2 separate regions of the Sus scrofa genome follow, and region 1 is linked to region 2. A link is a contact called in public promoter capture Hi-C data. All regions are on one chromosome and are shown on one strand. The core of a region is the stretch at or near the end of the contact, and the rest is flanking DNA. Distances in the headings are between cores, read along the strand shown. Region 1 holds the start of FUBP1 (far upstream element-binding protein 1). Region 2 holds the start of IFI44L (interferon-induced protein 44-like).

The links. Promoter capture Hi-C pulls out the DNA fragments that hold promoters and counts their contacts.
Region 1: a contact with region 2 is called in a promoter capture Hi-C map of liver, with 10 times the contacts expected there. The contact joins the promoter of FUBP1 here to the promoter of IFI44L in region 2. A contact is called at or near these places in 1 of 5 promoter capture datasets (liver), 2 of 47 Hi-C or Micro-C datasets (embryonic fibroblasts and liver) and 1 of 2 datasets of contacts at active chromatin or transcription factors (alveolar macrophages).

The regions. Positions count from the first base shown.
Region 1 is chr6:135,280,198-135,282,897 of Sscrofa11.1, reverse strand. It overlaps FUBP1 (far upstream element-binding protein 1), which reads right to left and starts at 1,424. Exons shown (of 20, transcript XM_021096436.1): 1 at 1,123-1,424. The coding sequence starts at 1,242. DNAJB4 (dnaJ homolog subfamily B member 4) reads left to right here and starts at 1,522. Exons shown (of 3, transcript XM_021096446.1): 1 at 1,522-1,854.
Region 2 is chr6:134,677,857-134,680,556 of Sscrofa11.1, reverse strand. IFI44L (interferon-induced protein 44-like) reads left to right here and starts at 1,345. Exons shown (of 9, transcript XM_021096421.1): 1 at 1,345-1,498. The coding sequence starts at 1,359.

The sequences.
Region 1 (2,700 bases), core at 175-2,674, 600 kb before region 2:
GATTATAAACAAGCACAGGTACATTTTTATTAATATGTTCATACTATAAAAGTACGGGCAATTTGCTACATTACTACAGATTTTATGGATTTTGACTCAAACAATCCTTTAACCAACTGGAGGGTGAAAAGTAGGTTAAGGAAGTCAACTTCTAATGCAATGAAAATACACCACAAGATTAGTTTCTGATTACCATTAGTTTAACAGCCTACTCAAAAAGCGTCTAGCACCTAATGTGCATTGGGTCTTAACAAGATTCTTACTGTTGCTTAAACACCAAGTCCACACCAACAATATTCTAAAGTTACAATTATATTAAGGGAATTTAACGAAGGCAAAGTTCAAATTACATCCTGGAGCACAACATACTTTTTTTTAAAACAGCTTTCGCTTAGGAAAGAAGTGACTTCAGGGCAAATGTACGCACCTACGTAATACAAAGAGGTCTGCTCAGTTTACGACTCCGAACTGAGAGGTAGATTCAAATTGAAACTTCGGGTATAATGGGCCTGAAGCCATTTTGAGAAATAAGAGAGAAGGAACGGTAGAAGACAAGTCAATCCCGCCCTGAGGAGGGATTCCAACCCGGGATACCAGTGCTCTCATAATTCTTGTAGGTGTGAAAGCTTATGGCCACCGAAAGATTAATTGCGAGAGAGCTCGAATGGGCTGGAAAGTCTAAAAAATGCTTTAATGACAGATACCTTTCCTTACTATGGCTCCTGCGGACGGACCCTAGTCCTTTGCCAAACTCATTACCAGAAGCTTCCACACTATTGTGTAAAACTACGCGCGCTTTATCCCATGGAGGATGATGTTCACTCTGAGAAAAAGGAAATCTTAACTCCTTGGAGAAAAAAGCGTGAGTGCCGCAGAAGCGGGAGAAAAACCTAAAGCCATCTTCGCGTAGTTCGCGTCGGGGTTCCAAGTGGCTTAAACGCCGAGGACACAAAACCGAATTCCAGCCTCTCGTCGGCAACACCAACGTGGGGAAACGGGAGACTTCTCACAATTCAGAGCCCGGAAGGGCACTTCTCTCGCTCAGGCGCGAAGTAGCGGCCTACTCAGCCAGCGGCCAATTACCGTGAGCTATCGGGATCCCGCCGCGCGGTCCTGACTTACCTGCCGGGCTCGCTGCAGCGCATCTTTGAAAGCATCGTTAACTCCTCCACCGCCGCCGCCGCCGCCTCCACCACCAGCTGAGCCAGAGGAGGGTGGAGGTACTGTTGAATAATCTGCCATGCTTACACTACAGTGGCCGCTACCGCTTCTTCGTAGAGACCCCTCTGCCAACTGCTAAGAAAGAAAGAAAATGGCGGCCGTCGAGGCTGTATCACATTCTTGTGCGACCATCGTGCCGTAAAGGGGCGGAGACTGAAAGGAGAAAATCTCGCGGTGTTTTGAGGCTACGAGCTGGTATGGGGGTGGGGCTGGGGAGGGCGAAGGCAGCGAGATGTCGCGAGAATTGTCTTTAGGTTTCGCGAGAATGGGGGTCCTTTAGGCACCTCCTCTTTGTGTTCTTAGGTTGAAGTTGTGCGGTGGTCACACGGGGGCGGTGGGTAAGACTGGCAGTGCGGGCGCCAATGGTTCGAGTTTTGGAAAGCCCGAAGAAAAGGAGTAGTTTCTTATCAGTCGCCGGCTCAGGGAAGTAGTGTGGGTGGGTTTCCCTCCGAGGGTCGTGCAGTGTATCCACGGGGAAGGGATGACGTCGATAGGCGTAACGACAGCGCAACAGTGACTCTTGAGAGCGCTGCCTCCAGAAGTGCACCTGGGAGAATTGGGCGAGCTACGCGGCGCGATGATGCTCCGGAAGACGTCTGCCCGGCCTAGCGGGAACGCGGCGTGATTTTCAGGGTAGTAAAGTGTCCCTGTATTTTACTTGTAGATTGTCAGATTTCTTAGTTTTATCACAAGAGGGGATGAATTCAGGGTGGGGGCCTTAGTTCTGGAGCTTATTTCGAAGGTTTTGTGCAAATAATGTGAGTGAGGCTCTGAGGTTATGATTGCCTTTTTCTTTACCTTACCGTGATTGTTCCTAAAACTCAGTTTTAAACAGGTTTTGTAACCTAGTGTGTGTGTACGTATCCCTGGCCACTTTTACTGAGCTCCTTGAAGTTGAGAACAGCATCCATTTCCTGACCAAAATTGACCATATGGCTTCTTAGAAATAGTTTTCCCCAGCTGCAGCCTGTGAGATTTCAAATATAATGTGTTGTATTGCCGTCCCAGGGCTAGATGATGATGACGATTGTTATTATTTGTATTTTCTGTTATCTACTTCAGTTACTGGGTAATTTCCGACGTTCCTTCAGACCTTCAGCTCATGTCGTAGCATATAATTTAATGGTAGTAGTTTCAGACTCATTAGGATGCTTTAGGAGTCGATCGCAGTGATTTTTTACCCCTAAATTCTTTCCTTTGAGGGGACAAAGAATGAGGTAAAGTGAACTTTACCAAGTAAAGTGTTTTGGGTTTTGTGAATTAGGTTTCAAAGTGTACTTGTCCCATTGCTGGTGATGAGTAGAGAGAACTGTGTGCTGCAGTCTTCTTGATACTTAAAATTACTGGGTTCACTTGCTCAAGGACTAAAATAAGTCAGATAACCAAGCAGTTACATGCACAGAGATACACGTGGGGCATCATTTCCCTCTAATGAGCTTTTCTTACCATCCTATCCATTTATAGCTCTGATTATCTTTT
Region 2 (2,700 bases), core at 96-2,595:
ACAAAAAGACAACTTGCAGAATGGGAGAAAATAGTTTCAAATGATGCAACTGACAAGGGCCTAATCTCTAAAATATACAAACAACTTATACATCTTAACAGCAAAAAACCAACAACCCAATTGAAAAATGGGCAAAAGACCTAAATAGACATTTCTCCAAGCAAGATATACAGATGGCCAACAAGCACTTGAAACAATGCTCAACATCACTGATTATTAGAGAAATGCAAATCAAAAGTACCATGAGATACCACCTCACACCAGTCAGAATGGCCATCATTAATAAGTCCACAAATAACAAATGCTGGAGGGGTGTGGGGAAAAGGGAACCCTCCTGCACTGTTGGTGGGAATGTAAGCTGGTACAGCCACTATGGAGAACAGTATTGGAGGCACCTTAGAAAACCATACATAGAACTACCATATGACCTAGCAATCCCACTCTTGGGCATATATGCGTACAAGAGTTTCCTTGAAAAAGGCACATGCACCTGCATGTTCATTGCAGCACTATTCACAATAGCCAATCATGGAATCAACCCAAATGTCCACTGATAAGATGACTGCATCAGGAAGATGTGGTATATATACACAATGGATACTACTTGGCCATAAAAAAGAATAAAATAATGCCATTTGTAGCAGCATGGATGGAACTAGAGACTCTCATCCTGAGTGAAGTAAGTCAGAAAGAAAAAGACAAATACCATATGATAACACTTATATCTGAAATATAATATATAGCACAAAGGAAACTTTCACAGAAAAGAAAATCATGGACTTGGAGAATAGACTTGTGGTTGCCAAGGGGGAAGGGGAGGAGTGGGAGGGACTGGGAGCTTGGGGTAAATAGATGCAGACTGTAGCCTTTGGGATGGATTAGCAATGAGATCCTGCTGTGTAGCACTGGGAACTCTGTCTAGTCACTTATGATGGAACACGTAATGTGAGAAAAAAGAATGTATACATGTAAATGTAACTGGGTCACCATGCTGTACAGTAGAAAAAAATATATATATAAATAAAAGATAAAAAAAAAAAGAAGAAAGAAGTTCCCATCGTGGCGCAGTAGAAATGAATCTGATTAGGAACCATGAGGTTGCAGGTTCAATCCTGGCCTCACTCAGTGGGTTAAGGATCCAGTGTTGCAGTGAGCTGTGGTGTAGGTTGAAGACACGGCTCGGATATGGCATTGCTGTGGCTGTGGTGTAGATCAGCAGCTATTGCTCCAATTCAGACCCTAGCCTGGGAACCTCTATATGCTTCGGGAGCGGCCCTACAAAAGGCAAAAAAAGATAGGAAAAAAAAAAAAAAAGAAGAAAACGAAACTTATCAGTAGAGGGCGTGCTGTGTTGTGATATGTTTGTCACTTTGAGTTTCACTTTCCTTTCTTTGAAACAGGCAGCCCTGATCTCAGCAGAACCATCACCAAACCGTGGCTGCTCCATAAATCAGAGCAGAGAATACTCCATTTACGCCCCATCCAACTCTGAAAACAGGTAAGTGACTTCCCCACCAGGCAATGTCTCCTAGTTGTGCAGTGAAGAAAGTTGCTTGTTCTTTCTTGGAAAACAGAGTGAAATCACTAGTATAATCACACTTTCCTCTTTGTTTTGTTTTTTAGTGAATGTTTCCAACACAGGAAACTGTAGAGAAAAAATGAACTCTACTGTAATCTTATACAGTTCTATCAGAGTTTTTAAAATGATTTGCTTTATTTAATTAGAATAGTTATTTCCCCCTTAAAAACAAAAGTGTTGTGAACTGGTGTGACATTATCTATGAGTCTCTCCTGATGTTCTCTTGTTTTTGCCTCCTTCCTAGAGGGAAAAACGCTATCCAGGCTTTTGTATAAATTATTGTCTTGCATGTTTTTATGCTTTTACCATCTGTATGTATCTAAATATGACCTCTGCTTTGTATGTTAACAGTTTATATATGGTATCATACTAATAATATCATTCTCAACTTGTTTTTCTCCAGTCAAGATCAACTCTGAGCTTTATCCATGTTGATACAAATAGGTCTAGTTCAGTCACTTGAATGCTCTTTAGTATCTCATTGTATAAATATGCCAAAATTTGTACCTCGACTCTTTTTTTTTTTTTTTTTCTTTCTTTTTTTCTTTTTCTTTTTTTTTTTTAAGGACTGCACCGGCAGCATATGGAGGCTCCCAGGCTAAGGGTCCAATCAGAGCTGTTGCCACCGGCCTACGCCAGAGCCATAGCAATGCCAGATCCGAGCCGCCTCTGACCTACACCACAGCTCACAGCAATGCCAGATCCTTAACCCACTGAGCGAGGCCAGGGATCAAACCCGAAAGCTCACGGCTCCTAGTCGGATTCATCTCCCCTGCACCATGACGGGAACTCCTGTACATCAACTCTTCTAATGTCACCATATACAATGCTGCTATGAATATGCTTACTTTCCAAAATGATACCTGCCCATTAGGACAATGTAAATACTCTTGAATCTCTATATCCTGGTCAAGTATTAGTATCACTGGATGTTTGATGTGAAATGATATCCTACTATTATTTAATTTACAGTTCCTTGTCACTAGAATGCTTGAATATTTTTTCATAGGTTTATAGCCCATTTGAGTTGCTTCATTTGTGAATTTTCTCATCACATACTTGGACTAATTTTTTCAGGTTGTGTGAGGTTTTCTTATTTTTTAAAAGAAATTCTTTATATA